6 separate regions of the Mus musculus genome follow, and regions 1, 2, 3, 5 and 6 are each linked to region 4. The links are chromatin contacts, called in public HiCAR-type and HiChIP or PLAC-seq maps. All regions are on one chromosome and are shown on one strand. The core of a region is the stretch at or near the end of the contact, and the rest is flanking DNA. Distances in the headings are between cores, read along the strand shown.

Evidence for each region. HiCAR-type assays count read pairs that join an accessible place to other places. HiChIP or PLAC-seq counts read pairs in DNA pulled down with a chosen protein or histone mark.
Region 1: a contact with region 4 is called in an H3K27ac HiChIP or PLAC-seq map of embryonic stem cells, with 4 times the contacts expected there. The contact joins two enhancer-like sites. A contact is called at or near these places in 3 of 484 Hi-C or Micro-C datasets (bone marrow-derived macrophages and embryonic stem cells), 7 of 115 datasets of contacts at active chromatin or transcription factors (embryonic stem cells, heart atrium and stem cell-derived neural progenitor cells) and 1 of 9 other capture datasets (embryonic stem cells).
Region 2: an H3K27ac HiChIP or PLAC-seq map of heart atrium shows a contact between it and region 4, with 15 times the contacts expected there. The contact joins two enhancer-like sites. A contact is called at or near these places in 2 of 484 Hi-C or Micro-C datasets (bone marrow-derived macrophages and nephron progenitors), 7 of 115 datasets of contacts at active chromatin or transcription factors (astrocytes, double positive thymocytes, embryonic stem cells and 2 more) and 1 of 9 other capture datasets (embryonic stem cells).
Region 3: a contact with region 4 is called in a HiCAR-type map of astrocytes, with 4 times the contacts expected there. The contact joins two enhancer-like sites. A contact is called at or near these places in 2 of 484 Hi-C or Micro-C datasets (embryonic stem cells and nephron progenitors), 10 of 115 datasets of contacts at active chromatin or transcription factors (astrocytes, embryonic stem cells, heart atrium and 2 more) and 1 of 9 other capture datasets (embryonic stem cells).
Region 5: a HiCAR-type map of astrocytes shows a contact between it and region 4, with 8 times the contacts expected there. The contact joins two enhancer-like sites. A contact is called at or near these places in 6 of 115 datasets of contacts at active chromatin or transcription factors (astrocytes, embryonic basal ganglia, embryonic stem cells and 1 more).
Region 6: a contact with region 4 is called in an H3K27ac HiChIP or PLAC-seq map of SST interneurons, with 2.7 times the contacts expected there. The contact joins two enhancer-like sites. A contact is called at or near these places in 6 of 39 promoter capture datasets (the 3T3-L1 cell line, cranial neural crest, hippocampal neurons and 3 more), 2 of 484 Hi-C or Micro-C datasets (bone marrow-derived macrophages and embryonic stem cells), 4 of 115 datasets of contacts at active chromatin or transcription factors (SST interneurons, embryonic stem cells and heart atrium) and 3 of 9 other capture datasets (adipose tissue, embryonic stem cells and liver).

The regions. Positions count from the first base shown.
Region 1 is chr1:92,118,224-92,122,043 of GRCm38.p6, forward strand. The region is part of intron 2 of Hdac4 (histone deacetylase 4); the gene reads right to left. Among named protein-coding and RNA genes, the nearest start is that of Hdac4, 60 kb to the right of the region's middle. Within about 2 kb of position 1,483, at least 25 of the 459 cell types and tissues checked have an H3K27ac peak or open chromatin away from gene starts, as enhancers often do. A contact at or near this core is called in embryonic stem cells, where this site is marked.
Region 2 is chr1:92,014,762-92,018,238 of GRCm38.p6, forward strand. The region is part of intron 4 of Hdac4 (histone deacetylase 4); the gene reads right to left. Among named protein-coding and RNA genes, the nearest start is that of Gm46242, 140 kb to the left of the region's middle. Within about 2 kb of position 1,345, at least 20 of the 459 cell types and tissues checked have an H3K27ac peak or open chromatin away from gene starts, as enhancers often do. A contact at or near this core is called in astrocytes and heart atrium, where this site is marked.
Region 3 is chr1:92,098,545-92,102,330 of GRCm38.p6, forward strand. All of the region lies in intron 2 of Hdac4 (histone deacetylase 4), which reads right to left. Among named protein-coding and RNA genes, the nearest start is that of Hdac4, 80 kb to the right of the region's middle. Within about 2 kb of position 2,142, at least 98 of the 459 cell types and tissues checked have an H3K27ac peak or open chromatin away from gene starts, as enhancers often do. A contact at or near this core is called in astrocytes, heart atrium and neural progenitor cells, where this site is marked.
Region 4 is chr1:92,436,256-92,439,725 of GRCm38.p6, forward strand. Ndufa10 (NADH:ubiquinone oxidoreductase subunit A10) reads right to left here. Exons shown (of 10, transcript NM_024197.1): 10 at 3,453-3,470. Among named protein-coding and RNA genes, the nearest start is that of Mir6900, 27 kb to the right of the region's middle. Within about 2 kb of position 1,551, at least 105 of the 459 cell types and tissues checked have an H3K27ac peak or open chromatin away from gene starts, as enhancers often do. A contact at or near this core is called in SST interneurons, astrocytes, embryonic stem cells and 2 more, where this site is marked.
Region 5 is chr1:92,081,216-92,084,928 of GRCm38.p6, forward strand. The region is part of intron 2 of Hdac4 (histone deacetylase 4); the gene reads right to left. Among named protein-coding and RNA genes, the nearest start is that of Hdac4, 97 kb to the right of the region's middle. Within about 2 kb of position 2,141, at least 61 of the 459 cell types and tissues checked have an H3K27ac peak or open chromatin away from gene starts, as enhancers often do. A contact at or near this core is called in astrocytes and heart atrium, where this site is marked.
Region 6 is chr1:92,141,754-92,145,519 of GRCm38.p6, forward strand. The region is part of intron 2 of Hdac4 (histone deacetylase 4); the gene reads right to left. Among named protein-coding and RNA genes, the nearest start is that of Hdac4, 37 kb to the right of the region's middle. Within about 2 kb of position 1,743, at least 39 of the 459 cell types and tissues checked have an H3K27ac peak or open chromatin away from gene starts, as enhancers often do. A contact at or near this core is called in SST interneurons, where this site is marked.

The sequences.
Region 1 (3,820 bases), core at 233-2,732, 320 kb before region 4:
TACTGCCATATTCCCTTTATAGGGTACCTAGTTGATAGAGTCAACTGTTAAAGAGCTTCAAACAAGCAGGCATCCAGAGCCCAGTAGATGTCAGGAGTCAGTGACGATGCCTGTGAACATCCTTGCATGATGCAGAGGGAATGTGTACTCCTGCTCTATCACACAAGCTACCCCAAGGTCAGGGTGAGCAGGAGAGAATCTCCAAAGCTCACTGCCACACGGAACATAGTCAGCTCCATATGCACAAAGGAAGACCAACAAATGAGAACCAGTATGAAGAGAGAAGTTGAAATGAAACATAGACACGTGGATCGAGCCATGTTTCACACAGAAGTGGGCTCTCTGAAGCACGCTGGACACAAGGTTTGGTCCTATGCCTTCGAAGGATGCTGAGTTCTGGTCACTGAGTTTCTTTTTCAAACAAACAAAAAAAAAAAAAACAGAGACATGTTTTGTTGTTGTTGTTATTTTAATATTCTAAAGTTGAACAAATGAACAAATCATTTTTTACATTCTGGGTGCTAAGTACTTTACTGTCCATGGAAATATCAACTCTGAAGAGACAAGACAGCCCGGGGCCACCACAATGCTGAGTGGAACTGGAGGTACAGGTACAAGCATAAGGGATTTACATACAAGAACCCAAAATAGAGCTGCATTCAATTACCTCTTTAGTTGAGCCCCAGTTGTATGCTGGGCCATAGCACTTGAAGCATGTTTCTAAAAGCTGTTTCCAAGGGGCTGGGGAGATGGCTCAGCAGACAAAGTGCTCACCATGTTAAACCTGATGACCTCAATTCAGGTATCTAGCACCACACAAACACTGGGCATGGTGGTGAGCAACCATGATCCTAGCAGTAGAAAGGCAAAAGAGGGTCGCTAAGGTTCCACTGTCAGCCAGTGTAGCCTAAAGGAAGAGTTTGAGGTTCAGTGAGAAGCCTTGTTTCAAAATGGAGAGCAACAGAGGAAGACACCAGATGTCAACTTCTAGTGTATCCACCCCATACACGGGGTATACTCACACACACACACACACACACACACACACACACACACACACACACATCAAAAACAACTTTGAGGCCTCATAAAGGAACAGCAACCCCAGGACTGGAACACTGTACTGAGTCAGCATGAAGAGGGGCCTTAGGTTCTGGGGACCTGCCAGTGGCGTCAGAACAAGAACTGCTATGAGTCAGATCTGGGGCAGCCTGAGCACCACAATGTGCACAACAATAAAGGGGTACAGCCCAGGTAACAGCCAGGAATCCAGGACCTCGGGTGAGTATAAACAAGAAAGAAAGGAACTCCTCTTCATAGCGAAAAGTCACCTCTAAACAAATGAGAGTAATCAGAGTCATCGGGGTTGTCAGCAAGGTCAGCCAGGAGTCACAGAAGAACTCAGAAGCCTCCCGGAGGCCAGGCACCAGGGGGCCTGCAGTCCCCCAACAGTTTCTTGTAACAAGCTCCTGGCAACACCCCTTCAGCCTCCTGAAACAAGTGAAAGTCAGGGCACCTGAAACACTACGACACCTCTGCAGCCTCCCAGCCCAACACAAACCACCCAAAATGAAACAAGAGGAAATGAACAAAGGTGAGGGGAGAGATTTTTAATTTTTTTTTATTTTTTAATGGCAACCCTGTCTGTTTCCATAATGTTCCTGTCAGGAAGCCACAGAAAGACCACTAAGACTGTCCCAGATTAGAGAAGCCTGTGGAACAGAAGACATGAATGCTAGGCAGGATCCAAGAGTTTCTTTTGGCATATAAACCATCCTTACCAGACAATCAACAAAATGTGAACACATGTACACTACAGAGAACAGTCCTGGGTCACAGTAAACTTCCTGACTCTATGCATCAAGTGGGGTAATGGGAGGCTGTCCTTGTTCTAGGTAATACAACAGAGGAATGGATACAGAAAATGTGGTACATTTACACAATGAAATACTACTCAGCTATTAAAAATAAATGAATTTATGAAATTCCTAGGCAAATGGATGGACCTGGAGGACATCATCCTGAGTGAAGTAACCCAATCACAAAGGAACTCGCACAATATGTACTCACTGATAAGTGGATATTAGCCCAGAAACTTAGGATACCCAAGATATAAGATACAACTTGCCAAACGCATGAAATTCAAGAAGAACGAAGACCAAAGTGTGGACACTCTACCCTTTCTTAGAAATGGGAACAAAACACCCATAGAAGGAGTTACAGAGACAAAATTTGGAGCTGTGACGAAAGGATGGACCATCTAGTGATTGCCATATGCAGGGATCCATCCCATAATCAGCTTCCAAATGCTGACACCATTGCATACACTAGCAAGATTTTGCTGAAAGGACCCAGATATAGCTCTCTCTTGTGAGACTATGCCGGGGCCTAGCAAACACAGAAGTGGATGATCACAGTCAGCTAGTGGATGGATCACAGGGCCCCCAATGGAGGAGCTAGAGAAATTACCCAAGGAGCTAAAGGGAACTGCAACCCTATAGGTGGAACAACAATATGAACTAACCAGTACCCGGGAGCTCTTGTCTTTAGCTGCATATGTATCAAAAGATGGCCTAGTCGGTCATCACTGCAAAGAGAGGCCTATTGGACTTGCAAACTTTATATGCCCCAGTACAGGGGAACACCAGGGCCAAAAAGGGGCAGTGGGTGGGTAGGGGATTGGGGGGTGGGTATGGGGGACCTTTGGGATAGCATTGAAAATGTAAACGAGGAAAATACCTAATTAAAAAAAAATATGGAACAAGAAAAAAAAAAAAAAGAAAAAAGTTAAGTCCTAAAATGTTCCCCAACTCCTGAAATACATTACTCTTCAGACAGACAGACAATAAATAGATAGCACAAGACTAAGAAATCAAGGAACACTGCGTCCACATACACCTCAAAAGGACATTCATGCTATCAAGCAGCAAGAGCACAGAGGGAGAACCTTGACAAGACACCATTCTCAGACAGGGGTGCACACCTGAAAAGATGGTTCAACCAGAATGGGATATAGACAAAATAAATATACAAAAAGCAAAACAAAGACTCCAGAATACAGAAAGAGTTAGCAATAACATTAATAAACACAGAAACAATAAAACAAGAATATCCCCTTAGGGATCATGGGAATCGCAAGAGGGAATTCTAAAGAAAGCAACTAGCAGGCTAGCTTAGAACTGAAAGGTAAGACACACACAGGCCATCCATCCTACAGACCAGCAGCCAACCATCAAACAGAGACGTAGATACTTCAGACAAGAAGTACCTATACTTACAACCACCTACAGGAGGCTAAAATCTGGCTGTGTTCACCAAATGCCCAGAGAGCTCCCTTTCAGCAGCCCAATGGCTGTAGCTGACAGGGTGAGCCCAGACAATATGGTATGGCAAGGGTGGGGGAGGGGTCCAAATACTGCTTATCTTCTACCATACACCACCTGCACCTGAATCAGGAAACACAAAGAAGGCTCCCAACAGCACACTTACTAGTAGACATGTTTGCAAATAAGCAGCACACCATTACAGGACAAAGAATATGTCAGGAACATGCTTAAGGCAGATACTAACCAACAAGAAATGTTGACCTCAGATTCTACACCTGAGCCTGGGTCTCATCAAGTTTTATCCAAAAGTCCTCACAAGCTACAAAACATACACTATAATTCCATGTATGTCAAGTTTTTAAATGTGTAACTCAAACAAAATAGTTTAGTAACATGTATGTACATGGTTTCAAATATTAAAAGCAGAAGCAAAGGGTCTTCTAGATGCTGATGGTGTATTGCTTTTTTACATGGGGAAAATGAGAGTTGTGCAT
Region 2 (3,477 bases), core at 95-2,594, 420 kb before region 4:
AAGCCTGTAAGCCAGTCTACTAAACCTCCTTTAGTGTGTGTGTGTGTGTGTGTGTGTGTGTAAAATATTTATCTCCACCATATCAGCTCTGTTCCTTTAGAGATCCCTGACTAAGAAAGAACAGTTTAAAAGAGGAAACTAAAGCAAAGAGGCAGCCTAATAAAGTTTTTACCTTAGGTGGACTGGCTCCTAAGCAGTTTCGATGATGCCCACATGGGAAAACAGCTAATCCTTCAGCATATGCTTGAATATATGAACTAGCTGTGAGGTCCAAGCATGTGCGCATATGAATGTACACAAATGTGGTTTCAGTAAACACGTGTGAAGATGGTTCCACTTCACACATGGAGTGTGTGCACTTCATATGCTGCCTCATGTCATCTCCAGCAAGACTTTATGGAAGACAAATAGATGTACCCAGAGATATGTCCAATCTCTCTGATGCTGGATGAGCACTCAAAAGAGGAGCTTAAGCCAACCTTCATGAACTACATATAGTGCTGCCAGGAGGTTAGTGCAGCCACAGCTAATCCTGACACACACATTGCAAGGTTCATGCTTCTAGAAGTGCCCAAGCTGCACACAGAAGGCCTTCTTGTACTCCCCTCTAACCACAGGCCTTACAGCTCCCTGGTTGGATTTCTTCCCAAGACTGTCTATCACCAGCTTCCACAGTCAACTACAGCACTGGGTAGACTGAGGGGGTGGGACTGTAAACTGCTCTGAGTTTGTTCCAATCAGAATCACAATATGCCACTTACTCAGCATGGGAAATTCAAGTCACATCATATCAAGAATGTGATGGAAAAGTGACAGCAATTGTATAATTGTTTCCACCCCAACAGTCAAACCTGTGTGGCCCAGGCATTGAGCCACTCAGATTACTTTCAATAAAACATAAGCATGAGCAAAATAAACAGGGCCACCAACTTATTCATACCATGGGCATAATAAAAGAGGTGCTGGTCCCTGTCCTGTGGGGCTATCCTGGAAGACCCAGGCAAATTCTCAGGCTACCATACCTACACAGACACCCTGGGGCTGACCTAACCTAGCCCCAGCCCCTAGGACAGAGGTTATAGCTCTGTTCTCACCTATGCTATACCTCCACAACCTGCCGAGTGAGCCTTCCTAGTCTAGCTTCCCTAATGCTATAGAAGTAAGCCAGAAGAGGTTAGAGCCTCAAGACTTCTCAGAGCTGTCCAGTCACAACTGTGGTTGTGTGCAACAAAGATTTACTGGGCAGACTGAGCAGGTGGCACTGTCTGTTTATGTAAACTTTATGTCCCTGTTTATGTAAACTTTCCAGAGCTCTCCTGAGAAAATCAGTTACTAAGAAGATTCATGGGGCAAAGGTCATTTGCAGCCGGGTGTATGGCAGATTAACTGGAGAGGGTACAGGAATTCCCCATAACAGCTTAGAGAAAGAGACTGAGAGAACACTGAAAGACTGCCCAGGCCTGCCCAGACCCTACAATGGCTACCTTCCCCACAGAAAGGCCACTTGCAGAAAGCTTAACACTGTGTCTAGCAACAGTGGGTGCAGGGGGCGGTCAGAGAAGGCCAGCAGAGACTCCTGGCTCTCTGGTTTATATTTCAAACAGCCACTAAAATGGCCTCTAAAGTGGATCTCTGCCCTGAGCTGGCAGCATGCTTCAGCAGAGTATGAGGTGACACAGCAGGAAGGGAAGATGGGCAGGCCAGCTGCCTGGCTTGGTCTATCCTCACAGAAGCACCACACACTTTGCTTGCTGCCTTCCCCATGCTTCCACGGGGCAGCAGTATTGCCCCACAATGAAGACGAAATGACAAGGAGTGTGAAAACACTCTGAAAGTTTGATATGAGGTTGGCATGTGTACTTCCACAGTTTTATCTTGAGTCTGTTTCTGAAAGACATCCCCTAAAGAGGACAGTGTCTCACGGAGGACAGCTGAAAGTCAGAGGAAGTTATCAGCAAGTTACAACCTAGCTGGATGGATGGGACAAGGGACCAAACCCAAGTCTCAAAATTGCATCCTCACTTGGCCACCCTTGTTGATAGCAGTCAATATATAGATAAATCTAACATAAGTCAGGATCTAAGCTCCTCTCAGCCAATGGCACTGAGCCACTGAACCCAGCTCCAGTTCTTATAATAACTTCAGAACAGTAACATTTTTCTATCCTTTATGGGAAAATCAGGTTATAACACTTTGTACTAAGCTTCATTCCAAGAGACTACTCCCAGCCATTCTAGGAAAGCCCCATTGTATAGTCCACATATTCATGGACTCTAGGGCTGCTAGAATAACATCTGTGAATAAGTAGGGTCAGTCAGAGAGTTCTTAAAGGTATGGTGGTGGTGTCCACAGGTAATGCACCCTCAATGGGTCACTAGGCAACTGGCATCAGGTTAACTTTTTACCTGCTTTAATCACCTTTGGAAAGCAAACATGGTGACATTTTTAAAAATAATAGTGCAATCATTTTATAATCATCCATTCCAAGAAACAGCCCTAAACAACTAGCTCTGCTCAGAGACACCCAACTCAGGAGCATGGAGTAGGTCATTGATGAAGAGTCTCTCTGTATTTTCCCTTAGTAACTAGAAGTAAAGCGAGTATCCTGTTATAGTCAAAAAGACATGCAAACCTGAAATTTAAAGAGATACAGATTGCAAATAATGGCCAGATTCCCAAAGACACCCCAGAACAATGCTGCTGGTCCTGTGTGTGTCACGACATCTTGAGGTCATGTTGCTAGGGCAGAAAGAACTAACCAGATCTGTGTTCCTCAGCCCATTACCACAGAACACTGTCAGTGACCGTTTATGACCCAGGCACTCGGAGCTTTGCTTCTTTCCTTTCTTTGACCACACACGGTATCTGTCACAAGAATCTCCCTCCTTGGTTCCACAAGGGCTGGGCCTGTACTGTCCAGTGAGAAGACACCACTGAGTGTAGAATTCAGACCATAATAACAAGCCTTCTGGAAGAGCTGACTTTACACTGGGTAAAGTCAGCTATCTGCACGTAGTAACTCACTACCATATCCAAGACTCTGCCAAGGTAGAGGGAGAATGCCGAGAAGAGATCTTCGGCAGATGCAATCCATATCACCACAGGACAGTTTAGAATAAGATAACCACAGTGTGGTGGCTCCAATGAGAATATGCTGGCATAGGCTCACATACTGGAATACTTGGTCCCCAGTTGGTGGAACTGTTTGGGAAGGGTTAGGAAGTGTACCACTAGGGGCAGGCTTTGAGGTTTCAAAAGCACACATCATTCTCAGGATGTGCCCATGCAGCTACTGTGCGGGTGCCAGGCCTCCTGCCTGTTCCCATGCTCCCTGCCATGATGGTCGTGGGCTCACCCTTTGAAACCATGAGTCCCCCAATTCTGTGACAGAGAGCACAAAATATTGTGTTGAGAATAACCAGAAGATAAACCTTTTGCAGAGGAGGCTACTGTTGTGTGCCTCTTGGTATAAAAGTG
Region 3 (3,786 bases), core at 892-3,391, 340 kb before region 4:
GTAACAGGAAAGTTCCCCTAAGAGGCTGGAGCCCATGCCAAGGAGCCTATGAACAAGAGAAGTGCCCCTGGGACCAGGACAGGAACACTGTGAATGAGCAAAGCTGGACACCAACAGCATGACCCTGACACATGACAGTGCAGCTGCTCAGGGGAAGGACAAAAGCTCCGACATCAAGGGAACATGGGAAGGGGGATGAAGACCATCCCTGCTCCAAAGACTCACTCCAACGAAGACAGAACTTCCAACGCTACTGGAGAATCAAGGGCTAGCAATCTATAGCCTAGGTAGAAGCTTCACTGCTGTTTTGTTTCTTAATAAAATATAAAAGATAAACCACCAAAGGAAAAATGTTAAGTTTTGGCTCAGCCACAGTACAATTTAAGAAGCATTTTTGTATATAATCTTTCTTGTACTAAATAATGTCTTTAAAACCATGCTTGACAGTAATCAGAGAAAAATCCACTTTTTAAATTAAAACCTAAGAATATACTAATAGTTTTTAATAAATTTGTTATTTCTTTTCCAAATATGAGCTATTATTTCCTGTATTATTACTCTTACATGGTTCCATGCTCAGTTAAATCCTCACGTGGGGAAGAGAAGCCTTCCCAAAAAGCTGACCATGGGGACAGCCAGTGCCAATGACACAGGGACCCCACAAACCAAGGCACATCTATTTTCATTGCTGAAGGACATTTCTTTCTGTGTATAACAAGAGGAGGGGGAGATCTCTGAGATTTCCAACAGAGTTTTAGACAGACAAGGGATTCTGAGTCCCATCAATTACAAATTAAGGTTCTCAATTTGAAAAGCTTTATACAATATGATTGGCAGAATAAATAATCTAGACAGCAAGAAAACTGAAAGGAAAGAGCTGCTCAGAAGTGGGTGCCCACCCCACTTTATCATGTATGTCCCACAGGATGTCTGCATGTCCCGGGGTAACTCTCAAACAGAAACCTATACTACTAACAAAGGACTCAGCTGCACAGGCTCCCTGGGCCTTGTGCAATGGAACACAAGGATCACCAACACAAGGACCTGGGAGTTTTGTGAGAAAGCCAAGAACCAAGGCAGGGAACGGACTTGCAAGTCATCCTGGCCTGCCATGACTGGCCCAGGCTGGCCAGGCCAAGTGTGAGCTTCCAGGGCCAGCTGCGGGGCCAAGGACTGCCTTCCTGGCCAACAAGACAAGCCACAACAGCTGTGACACTGACGACGGGCACACTAAAATAGAAGGGTGTTTGTTTGCATCTCCTGTGATAAAGACCTGTGTGGGGGTGGAGCACTGAGAAGACCAGAGCAGACTGGAGTGAGATTTTAATAAAGTTAAATAAAGCCTTGTGCAGTATTATATGCCTACAATCCCAACTACTGTCAGGAGGGTTCAAAGTTCAAGGCTAGCCTGCACAACAGCATGAAACCTGTCTAAAAATACAAAGAAAGATGGTCAGCTCATCACCTAAAGAGAGACTAGGGAGCTGGGTGGCTCTGGAAACAGGCACATACTCCCCTCCCTGAACTGGGGCTGTGCGGGTGCCAGTATGTAATACCTCATGGGAGAACCCACAGCCAGCCTGCTGCCAGGGCCTAGAGTACAAAAACAGCTTTAGAAGACAGCATACAATTAACACAGCAACAATCATCTTCCTAATTTAGGGTAATCTCTGCTTCGTAGCCCTTTTTGGCAGTGGGTGTACTAGAGCTATCTGTGTGGGTGCTTTTCATCTGGTTACTCGACGTCCCCAGTTGGAAGATATCAAGGAAGATCTTAAATGTCCACTAGCACCTTCTAGAGAAAGGGTGAGACTCAAAAGAGTTAGTAGGCCTTGCCCTCCCAGAAGAAGGAATGTTTGTTCGCAAGAGTTCATGACTACTGATCAGGCTTTTGTCTGCAGCCTGGCAGCAGATCAGGGTAGGACACTGCTGTTGGGGCAAAAGCCTGGCTGGGGGTGGGAGGGATTGGAACTTCAGCTCTCTGAAAGAAGTGGGGACACAGAGACAGGTCTGGCCCCTGGTGGCTGGGAACCTGGGTGCAGTATAAGAGTGTCAACAGTTCAGGTGACCCTGTGCACTGCCTGTCGAGGAGCACCAAGTGCTGTCTTTGGTCTGGCCCACAGGCATTGAGGTCCAGGTTCATCCAGTCCTGGCTCCAAAGAAAGCAGAGTTCTCTGGCACAGTGCTCTGGGTGAGAACACAACCTCTGGCCAGCATTTGTTGTTTGCTGGACATGTGACGCAAAGGCTTTTGAGAGCTTCTGAGAGAGAATAGCAACCCCATAAACACAGACGTCCTTGAGGCAGGGGCCAAGAGAATCCAAGAATCTGATGGACTGGGGGCAGTGACCCAGATGCACTACAAGAGCCTTGTACCACAGCGGACAGGCATAGAGCCTGGAAACAGAGACCTACCAAAACTTTATTTAAAATCACCTATCTTTATTCCAGAAAAGCAAATCAAAGTCTATCTGGGGATTCAAACAAAGTAATGAGTGAAGTCAGGTCCAGTGACCAGTGATCACAGGCACAGCCATTGGACCAAAGAAAGAAAATTTTATTTCTCTCTCTGTTTTTTCTCCTTTTAGAGGAGGAAGGCAGAATAGAAGACAGCCAGTGAGGCCATCTTTCACAAAAACCTTTAACTGTTTTTTGTTTGTTTGTTTTAAAAAAAAAAAAAAAAGCCTACAAGGGACCAAACCCCACATGGGAAAGGTACCCAACAGCACCCCACAGGCAAGTTCATTCCAGCTCTCTGGCAGGCACGAAGTCAGTAACTTTAAATTATCACATCACAATAAACAATAAGCCCCATTAGATGTATGTAGCCTTACTTTAAAGAACATGCAACCAAACATCCCTACAGTAATATACCAGGAATAGCTACTAGCCTGGGGGTTGAAGGAACCCAGAGCCTCCAACCCCACCCCCAACAGAGGCCTATGAAGGGACTGAGATCTATGGAATTTGGATTCCTTGAAATAGCAGAGGCCAGCTGACTTTTGAACTTTAGGGTCCCAGGATTTCGATATAGTAGCTGTCCTTAGAATGATGGAGATTCCCTTTCCAGAAGTTTGGCTAAGACCTGATCCTTTCCCAATGTTAGTGAAGAATTTTAAGCATCTTGCAGAAAACTCACTTTTAGAAATAAAGTGCCCAACCCAAAGATTAATAAACATGGCACAGTCGAGCCCAAGGAGTGAAGACACAAGGCGGGACTCCAGAGAAGCAGGAAGGCCAGACCCTGGCTACCCCGAGGAACTGAGGAGCAGGGAGAACTCAGGCCTTCTGGTGTCTTGTAGCTGCTGCCCAGGTTGTTCTATTTGTCTTCTCTCTGGATCCACTCAAGGCCCACACTGAGATACTGGCCTATGCTCCATGAACACTCTAAGTGGTTGGCTTGAAGACCCCAGAGGCAGCAAACCTGCCCTCCTTTCTTCCTTCCTGGTGGAAACCAAGGCAATGGGCATTTACTAATAAGCACCTGCTGGGGGTAAACACTGAGAGAAGACTTCAAATGCCATAAGAAAAAATATAGCAAACCACCCACAGAAATGTCTATAGAGGGAGCCAGGCCACCCTTCCTCATCACCAGCCTGTCTCCCAATCATCCTACAGGAGCTGCTAATTCTCAAATAAAACAACACACTTTGGCAAGCACGCCAAGTACTGTAGGTCAGGCAACACTGATGTCCAAATACAAGTACCCTTCATGCTATTATCCAAGAGGACATGGAGGACCAAGTTCACCACACAGGTACCTCCCCTTCAGAAGAGGGTGACACTT
Region 4 (3,470 bases), core at 301-2,800:
TGGATTACTCCTGTCTTGTGACAGGAGTGAGCTCAGGGCCTGAAGGTTGTCTGTGACGTAAGGTGATCAGTAAGGCTTCTCTCCCACTCTCACAAAGGAAGAGTCCTTTCATTACCTGGGTTTCATCAGTAACAGGGTCTGGGGACAGCCACTCTCTCCAGCCCAGTCACTGAGAAAGTTGGAACTGAACCAGCCAGTGGATTAACAGGTTGATAACACAATGACCCTTGTCAAAAGTAACTGTTTTGATGGAGGACTTGTAGGATGAAGTGATTAAGAGCAGGTGCACACATCTGGCCATACCTGCAGGCCCCTACCAGCCGTGACCCATTTCCTGTATAAATACACCTGCATCCATTTCCAGGCTAGAGGGTCCTTCAAGCCAGCGCAGTTTATTACATTGGCCAGCTCTTACCCACCATGAGGCTTTCTCTAGCTCTGCCTCACCCCTCACCTCTCCACTGCTCCGTTGTTCTCCGAACAACCAGAGCCTCTAAAGGTCAGACTGAAGGATGGAGCCAAGCAGATCTGTGGGGCTGCATGCAGGGAATGCCAACCAGGTGGACACCCTGTGCCTCCTGCAGGCAAAGCATGGCCCACAGATAGCTTCAATTCGAAGCTGATCTTGCACTTCCCTGCTTCAGGCTGTGGAGAGGACTGAAGGGTGCAGGGAGTGCTAGGGATGTCTGAGATGGAGGATCCCCACATTTGGATCTTACCATCTGCTGGGCAGTGCCCCCTGGGGCTGTGAGGAAGGAAGCCAGTGTGTGTGTGTGTGTGTGTGTGTGTGTGTGTATGTGTCTTTGTCTCAGTCTGGCTCCCAGGTTGGCTACAAGGAGGCACATTTCATTTCTTGCCATTGATCTGCTGGCTGAGCCTCATTCACAGCCCACTGGGCTATGCTCCCACCCCTGGAATACCCTGGCTCTGGGCAAGTCCATTCGCTTTGCCCTGAGGCTACTGAGTTTGGCAGGAAGACAGGGGCCCTCTGCTTTCAATCCGCACAGCATGAAAAAGATCCTGCTGCTGCTGGCACCACCTCGTTCTAGGAAAATGCAGGTGTAAAGGATTTGTTTGACATTCTGTCAGGATACTAAAAAATGTAGTAAAAGCCAAGCACTTTTGGGTGCTTTGTTATACTGCTTTGAAGACCCCTTGCGGTAAGCCTATACTGCAAATCTCTGGTCCTAGGGTGTCTGGTGAGAATTCCAGAGAGAGCAGGACACACCAAAACTCAGAGCTTGGGTCTCCGGACAAGTCCAGGGCCTTGCAGCTTAAAAGGGCAATTTCCCTCAAATTCCAGTCATCTTCTAATCCTGGGTTTGCTTCCTTTCACATGAGTTTCCCGCTAAAGAAACCCAACAGGAAGAAAGGACCTGAGGGCTGAGGTCCTGGCAGAAGCACTGCCCTCAGGGCTGGCTTTATATTAGATGAAGAGGCCAGGGTGCCTCAGGCTCTTTCCTCCATTCACCCAGCTCTGAGCTGTCTCCTTTCAACGCCCTTGTAGCCTGGTGCTACAGCGCTAACCTTGCTCATCAGCCCCAGGGCAGGCCTGCCTGGCTCCTTGGCGCCAGCACATACTGCTCACAGCCAATCCAGAAGTCCGTTTTGGTAAACAGAACACAGGATGTTTCCAAGCAATTAGGAGCCAGCAGGCTTTAGAAGAGGGGCCCGTGTCAAGCAAGAGAACATTGTTCATTCCTGTTGCACTGGCCAGGCACCCACTTACAAAGTGTAGCCTGACTGCCGGTCCTTGAACCCTCTGGTATTCTTCATCCTGAAGTGGCCACCTAGTCACATGCTGCCCTTACTGAATTGCTTTGCCTGGTGAACGGCTATTTGCTGTAGCACCACTGCTGTGTGGAGGGTTGCAATTGGCAGCAGTCAGATACCTGGGGAGCATGCCAGCTGCCACCAGGCTGCAGGCTGAGCCTAGCGCTACTGAAGATGGAGGAAACCACGAGAGCCTTAAGTCCATGAGGACTTCCTCTGTCAACAGAAAACACAGAACCAGTGTTAAAACAGCGCCCTGTTCCTGATCCTCAAAGTGCAGAGGCGGCTGCCAATGTGGGCTATTCAAAGTGTGTGGTTATCTTTCAGCTCTGATCCAAGCTCTAAAGGGCAGTAGAGACTCTGGTGAGACTGATGAGGGACTGCATCAATGCCATACCAGAGTATTTACCAGTCCTCAGGGCTTAGTCCTGGAGACTGGAGAATACTCACCCTCTTTTGCCCGAGTGAACACAGGAAATGGGCAGATGGACTTCTGTAGCAACACTAATCACAAGTGTCACACTACACCCAGGGAGTAGAGTCATCAGGGGAAGAAACAAGCACTTGGAAGGACTCTTAGGGTCCGAGTGTCCTGACTCTGTCCTGACGTGCTAGCCACCATGGCTGAGGTCTCTGGACTGTGGCCCAGGACCTACTTCTCACAACGCTGCATGCCTGTTCTGTGGGCCTTCAGGGGCAGCAGTGCCACCCAGCCAGGGATAGCACGCAGAGCCAAGATAAAGATGCTTTCTTTCTCTTTGACCCTTCTCAGGGGGCTCACAAGCTACTCAAACCACAGAATCCCAGGGCTGGCCCATTTCAGAAGGGGAGGGGGAGGGGCCGCAGGCAGGTAGGTGGCCCCAGCAGTAAGGCCAGCTTTTCTGGAAGATCAAAGTGTTCTCTTCTGTACTGCCTAATATTGACCTGCTCTCCAACAGTGTTCTGTGTGTGCCTGAATGGAGCCCAGTGCTACCAGGGAACTGAGTGCTAAATTTCATTAAGTTTTAATTAAGTTAAATGCAAGTTACATGTGCTTGGAGCAGCCACAGCAGGGGTCTCAGTACAAACTCACAGCTTAGGACAGCAATTCAGATTGACACCCGCTCCTAAGGACTCTCCCCCCAGGTTCCCATGCAGGAGAACAATAAGATGCCACTGCTCTTTCACCTGGGACTGGCACCCTCATTTTGGATAGCATCATCTGTACTACCCCACACCCTATGCTCAGCTTGCTCTTCAGAGATAAGAGAAAGCGAGCCTGCTCTAAGACTCGGTTCTGCTAGTCTGTGGCCATTCTTCACCCTTTTGCTCTAATGTGCTTCAGAAAAGAACAAATGCTTCAGAAAAGACGCTTCAACAGTGTGTGAGAGACCCAAAGTGCAGGGGTGGGTGGGTGGGGGGCGCAGGGCTGAGCATCCTTAGGCACCAGGCACAAGTGTGCCACGCAGACACAGGAGGAGGGGCTACAGAGCCGGCTTTATTTCTTCAAGTTGGAAGGGTTCAAGGGAACAGCACTGGGGCACGGGGCTTCCAGTGGGAGCTGGGCTTTCAGCAGACCAGCTCTGCTTTGTTTCTCCTCCAGATGATTCCAAAACATCACTAGAAGGTTCCAGAACCTTTTCAGTGGACGCTGATTCTTTCATCTCTGCCCAGGCGTGGGTCAGACTCTTTTTGTTAGATTTTTTTTTTTTTCTGGC
Region 5 (3,713 bases), core at 891-3,390, 350 kb before region 4:
AGGTAAGCAGAGGGAGATGGTCAGAAAGTGAACATGGAAGTGGCTTACCTTGCCTGTCAAAAAAGAGGGTCTGATACTCCTCCATATCAGAATGACCTTTTCAGCCTTTTAATCCATGCTTAACCAAGAGCAGTAAGACCAAGGAAGAAAAGGGGGAAGATTCTAGGAAGAAGGGGGGGCCTTTTATATGGGCTACCCTGGGGCTCTTGGGCCTGGCTGGGTAGGAACAATTGCATAGGAGAGCCCCCAGCAAGCCCCTGCCTCAGAGATCTAAAGATGCCTCATGTCCAGATCCCCATTAACAGAGTATAGAATAGAATTGTGTTAGCTTTCCTTTTAGTTCACGCATACACGTACATACGTACATACGTACAGACATGTGTGTGTGTGTGTGTGTGTGTGTGTTTTCACATTTAAGGACAGCATACATGTGAAAGTCAGAAAACAACTTGGTGGAATAGGTTTTCTATTTGCACCACATGAATTCTGGAACCAAACCCAGGTCATCGATCTCGCTAGCAATGTCCCTTACCAACCAAGCCATCTCATAATCAGAAATAAAGGACAATTATTTTCACACTTGAGCTTAAAATAGGCTTATTCCAGGTGAACACTTGGGAGAAAACACTGCTAGAAAACACTCTCCATGGACCCATCAAATTACTGAGAGATGAAGCCTTACAGACCTACATGCAGCTTCTATCTGTGTGCAGGGTTACTGAACAAAAGGTACCATCTGCAGATGTGGAAAGGGCCAGGTCCCATTTCCTGGCACTGACAAGGTACCACTTCAAAGCATTCCAGCTCAGCACTGATTTCTGTGAACTCTGACCTGCAGTGCCTCAGTTTCCCCAAATGAAGGAGAGAAAGATATCCTTCAGCCTCAGCGGAGCTGTCCTCACATGAGCAGGCTACTGTCATAGCTCCCTATGGGTTTAAGGCACAGGATGAAACAGCCCTTCTAACTTCCACACTACTTCTTCAAAGGTAGTCAATGAAGGGAAGTACGAGCTCGCCATAAGCCGAGTGTGATGACTAGCCCAGTGAGGATGGTAGTCAAGCCCAGTTCAGGTTCTTGATTTCGGAGTTCATTAATTCATCATTCATGGTCATGCCCCAAAGCTTCGTAGACACCCAGCTCTGGATTCTCCAATGGGTGTGGTAGCTGCACCTGCCAACCCCCAAGTCCTACTTTTAGTAAATTCTAGCTATAAGACACAGCTGGGCACCTCTGGGGAAAGGAGCTAGTTCTGTACAGATGTGCATGCGTTCTCTCTCTCTCTCTCTCTCTCTCTCTCTCTCTCTCTCTCTCTCAGCATCATTTGCCTCAGAGGCCAGAAGAGGACACTGGGCACCCTGGAACTGGATTTACAGACAGTTGTGAGCCGTCATGTGGGTGCTGGGACTTGAACTCAAGTTCTCTGTTAGAGAGTCTACTGTTTTAACCACTACGCTACCTCTCCAGTGCCATATACAGATGTTCTTGACATCACCGAGTACACGCACTGGACAAGAGCTTAGACTTCTGTGGCTATGCCATCAATTCTGTCACAGGACTTTCCCTAGCAACTGAGCCAGCTCTCTGAAACCTGTCCTTCCCCAGGATGCATGTCAATTAACAGAAAACAAAAGCAGAAAAGACCTTCTACATTGAGTAATACAATCTCCAGCAAGCTGAAGGAACAAATCTGTCATTTCCACAGGACAATCATGTGCTCAACTAGAAGGAGAAATGCAGAGCTAAAAAAAGAGCAGAGAGAATCAAGAAGCACCACGGTGACATAAAGTTCACAAAGGGGAAGTAGCTGAACTTTCACTCACTTTTTTTCATCTCACTTTTGCCAAAGTGAGATGCAGCACCAGCCAGGAGCACCATAGGCAGGTGGAAGTGGCTTCCAGTTCCGACCAGTGCATACACAGGCCTTAGGAAACCAAATTCAGGAAATTCTATAATACCACCCTAAGAATACAGTGACTCACTTTCTGTCAGAGAGACAGTAAATATCTAGTTCAAGGTTTAATACAGCCTGATTAGTCTCTCCCCAGCACACTTGCAACTCAAAGACCTCATGTATGCGGTGAACACACAACCTACCTTCTGTTTTCTCTCATCAGTCAGCACCTAAGGCAGTGCAGGGTGCAGAACTCAAAGGTCAGGCACAGGGTACTGATTTTGAATAGTTACACTGTGCTGTGTGGGTTTTGCACTAGTCTCAAAAGTCCCCACCTGTGGAATTATTGGGGTTCTGAGAACACACCTCTGAATCCTCGGGGACTGTCTACAATGACGCATCTGCCACCGTTGCACATGGTCTCTTCAGAGCTTTTCATCTGCTGGCAGGCATTGTTTGGACTCTCAGGGGACAGACATGAGCTGTAGGAAATCAGTCTTAGGTGCTGGGACCTTATCCCAGGTGCCAGAGCCTGCCTGTAATCCTGCTGTTACTCTGCTTGGATGTCTACTTTCTGAGTTCCAGGTGGCTCTGTGCCCCATGATTAACCTATCAATAGGGGAAAGAGCCATCTGAAAATTACAGAGCTTTGAGAATGTTTTTTAGGACTTTTGTTCGGAGCAGGAAAGGATTCGTTAATGCTGTAATGCTCAAAAAGACCAGCAATCCCAGCCCCAATGAACACTCACTACATGACGCAGATTCCAACAAACTGCACAATAACGATGAAAAAGCACAGTTTAAAAAACCAACAAAGAAACTCGGCTCTCTCTGAGAAACCTTCAATTTACTTGGCCACTTTCTCATGGACATTCAATTAAAAACAACTGTGGGAAAACAAATCTAGCCGCTGGAAACAGCAGATGCCAGTGAGGCCATAAAATAGGCATTCTCCTAAGAGCCCTAGAAGCCTTTCAGCACTGACATTTGACAAAAGCCAGAAGCCTAGGTCCCAAGAAAGAGGGCCACACCTCACCCCACCCAAAGTGAGTTCAATAAATATCTGATATGACAGCAAAGTACAAACTACAGAAGAAGGTGGGGGTGGGGGGAGATGTTATCAAGAAGATAGCTTAATCAGTAAACCGTTTGCCTTGTAAATTCCATCTCTAGAACCAGCGTAAAAATTCTGGGTGTGGTGAGGCACACTTATAACCCCAGCAATGGAGAGGTTGAAACTAGAAGCTTTCCACTGGCTAGCCAGCCTAGCTTAACTGGTGAGTTGCAGGCTAATGAGAGACCTTCCCCAAAGCACATAGGCAGCATTCCCGATGACAACATCTCAGGTTTTCCTCTGACCTCTGCAAGCATGCATATACATGCACACCCCAAAATACACAAGTATACACACACATAGTGTGTCTTTTTTTTTTTTGGTTTTTTGAGACAGGGTTTCTCTGTATAGCCCTGGCTATCCTGGAACTCACTTTGTAGACCAGGCTGGCCTCAAACTTAGAAATCCACCTGCCTCTGCCTCCCGAGTGCTGGGATTAAAGTCGTGCGCCACCACGCCCGGCTACACACAGTGTGTCTTAAAGAATACTATCCACAAAGGAATTGGTTATCTGGCTATCACATAAAGGAGCTGTACTCAGAATACACAATCAGCATCTACAATTCAAGCATAAAGAGGCAAATAACTCAAGTGAGAACAGGCAAAAGACTTAAGCAGATATCTCTGCAAAGAGAGAGCAAATGGCCAAAGACCACATGGAGAGATGCTCAGCATCCAGCCTCAGCAGATGCACATGGCAGCCAGGA
Region 6 (3,766 bases), core at 493-2,992, 290 kb before region 4:
ACAAACTTTATGTATAAAACACACAAACATCACCTATAAATATGTTTTTCTTTTCCAAGTACATGGTAACAGCAAGAGTTAGGAGTGTCTGAATTGCCGAGCAGTGCTTTGTAGCAGATCCTAAGCTGCTCAGAGCCCTTGATGAAGCTCACTTCGTCTCTGTGTTAATCATTACAGTTTCCTCACTGTCCATTTCTTATGTTCTCAGAAAATAAACAGACAGAGAGGTGCTGAGGTGAAGCACTAAGTTTCACCCAAACCCCCAAATTACATGGCTCACCAGCCTCCCAGTCAGTTCCTTCAGTTCAGCACTCCAGGACCAGCAACGAGAACTCAGAGAAGGTTTGAACCATACCTAAAATGCAGTACACACACCTAAAATGGTGCAAACAGCAGAAGTTTCAGGATGGTTGAGCCAGGATGGCTCAGGTAACACTGTGTATTAAGGTCACACAGAGCCTCTTTATCTAGATGACAAGATCCTGGCCACACAGATTGCAACAGCAAGCCTAACTCTCTCCCTCCATACTGAACACTGCCTCTCTACCAGGCCATGTACCCCAGGCAGCAAGCATCATGCCCTGCTCTTCAGACTTAGCCAGTGCAGGCCTTCTGGGGGGACATCTCCATTAAATGTATACAGCTCTTCTGGGAGCTTCTATGATCTGCCTATTCCTTCACATGGCAAGAATCACTCCATTCCCAAGGTGCCGGCAACCCCTAAATGCCAATCTCTGCCTGCTTGGCCTGGAAGCCCCACACATGTAGAGAGTTTGACTAGACTTATCTGAGCCCAAAGCACCCAGAGTTCTGCTGTCCACAGAGAAGCGTGTGTGGGCGATGAATTCCAGTTCCTGGCTGGCCTTTGAAGCACTGTGCTACCCCAACTGAGGCAGTTATTTGATGTCAGGCAATACTGGTTTTCTCACCCACACAATGGAACGGTGGCATTCTAGCTCACTTCCCAAGGTCATCATGCCTTACAAATGTAATGACTGGAAAGCACAATTCAGAACGAACTTGCTATTCATTCTGGTCCCTCAAAAGCACAGCGGTGTTTGACTTGGAGTAAGCAAGTAATCAATGTTGATTTATGATCACTATAAGTTTTAAACACCTATGGTTAAACAGACCCAGTTCTTTAGCTGGAGCAGCTTTGGGCCTTGCACAGACCAGCTCTGGAGGCGGTATGCATCTGCACACCTGTCCACATACGACCTGCCCCCACTGCCAGGCACTGCAATTATGGCCTTTCTGTTCCAGCACCAAGCTGTGCTCAATGGTTCCTAATGATTCGAGTATTGAGTTTTCTGTGTCAAATACATACCAGGAGTTCATTCTTAAATTTCAATATCATTAATCATCTAACATTCAGCATCTCAGAACTCAGAAATTTGCATTTCTACAATGGGGGCTTTGAAAGAAGGACACAAATGCAAATGCTCCCCAAACTGTGTAAGAATTTTCAGAAAATTGCCAAAACAAACCATCAGCACACCATTGACAGTGAATATTCTGAGCTCTTCCCAGTGACAGAGTATTCGTGATTTTTAAAAGACAAAACACAATTTGAAGATTGAAAAAAAGAAAGGTTGAAAAATAAGTCCTTATGTCTACATGATTTCCAGAACAAATCTTGACTGATTAAGATTTCAGATAATCACGGCATGGAGAAGCCAGGGTGGTGACAACTTGAGAGCTGCGCATGCTAGTGGGGTGGTGGCTGGGAAGATGCCAGCAAGATGCGTGTGCTAGGAGCTGGGCAGGAGGCAGCACGAAGCACAGGAAGCAAGCATTCTGGAAGCCTTTCCTTCAGAAAGCAGACTGAAGCACTCCCAGGCTTAACACACCCCCACCCAACTCTGTCCCACTGTCTGAGGTATCTCATGTCCTTTTCCAGAGAACTTGATGTATGCTCAAAAGAAACGCTCACTTCTCCATGACCTTGGCCAGCTCAGTCTCGCTCCCCACTGTCTAAAAGTTCAGAGTGGCTACCTCCTGGTGTCCCCTTCTGTTCCCTCCCTGATCTGCATGAAGCTGCTCCTCTCTGGCTGACTATGCTACACAAGGCTATCTATCTCCTTACTGACACTCCTAGGCCTCCTGTTGGCTGGCTAGCCCTAACTGCCTACATACCTGTCTGACATCACTATGGTCTACAGTGGTCTCTTACACCAGGCCTCACTCAGACTTTGCAAGTCACTTGCTACCAGCTGCCCAGAATCTACATCTGTATGCACCACAGCCCACAAAATTCATTCCCTATCCTACTGGGCAAGTATCCCTGAAACATATACATTGCAGAGCACAATGTAAAAGTTATAAAAACATTCTTTTATGATATAATTTCATTACCATTTAATATCTTCATTACTATATAATAACCTTGGCAACCAAACTGGTTAAAATAAATAAGACTCAAGACCATACAAGTAAGGGTAGGACCAGACATGCAACTTTAATCCCAGCACTCAGAGGAAAGAAGTAGGCAGATCCTAGTGAATTCAAGGCCAGTCAGAACTTCAGAGAGAGACTCTGTGGGGGTTGGGGGGAAGGGGGAAGGACTTAAAGCACAGAGCTGGAGGATCTCAGCTCAGCCTAGGCCAAGGGGCAGAAGGCCTCTTCCTGGAGACTCAGAGAACAACCCACGATGTTTCAAACATACAGAATATTATTAAACCAGAGAATGACCCAAATTAAAGCACTGATCTTGGATTCCACAGGCTTCCCTCAACATGGTTACTTTATTTGTAACCCGACACTAGCCAGGCCTCTCACTGAGATCCAGCGATAGAAGAACAGAAAGAAAGAAAGAAGGATCCTGGCTCTGATGGGCTTCCTACCTAAGGCCGTCAGCTAAGGCGGCACAAATGCCTCCTTGAGGATATCTACTTTCTCTAAGCAGAGACCTTCCCCAAGAAGTTCAAATACACTGATGATCAGTGTCGTGTCAGATGAGTGAGTGATCAGGTGACAGGACCAGGGTCTCATGGTAGCCAGCCGGTTACCAGTATCTAGATGCACTATAACACCAAGTAAGACAGCAATTACTGGGAGGGAAAAGGGACAGGGAAGAAAGAAAGGCTGCTCATTCTCCCAGCAGCCCCATCTGTCCTCCCACTGCTATTTCCAGGGGACCTGCCGCACAGGCAGAGGTCTAAGAGCTGAGCTCACCACAGCCTGCCTGGGCACATCTCAACAGTGAGGGCTTCAGTGCAGGATGAGACCAGCAGCACCATTCAGAGCCTCTTTCCACAGAGTCCTCACAAGCTGAACCAACCCAAGCCCTTTCCTCGGGCTGCTCACAGTACTGGAAACAGTTATTTAGAGCAATAAATCCCAACAGTTAGGAGGCTTTTACGTCAGAGAGCCAGGGCCTGGCTCTAGCAAAGTCCAGAAAGAAGAGCAATAAAATCATAACGCAAGCCTCACCCAGCACCACAGGGAGTTTAAAGGAAAACAGAGGAGAGAGGAGTTATACACAGCAAATAAAAAGGCCACTTCATCACCAGGGCAAAGCCAAGCTGCCCTGCCAATGTGAGAGGACCCAAAGGCCACAGAGCTCCACCAGGGCCTGATGTGCCACCAGCGCTGCGCCAGGCCACACAGGAGCAGGCAAGAGTGAGCCAGGCAGGCTAGGGCATGGGGCCAGAGGGAAGACACTGGGGTCACAGAGGAAGGAAGACAGGGAACTACAACTTAGTGACAAGGACCAGCATGACTATCCTGGTTCCTTAGCTTTGTCCCAACATAGTCTGAAGTTTCC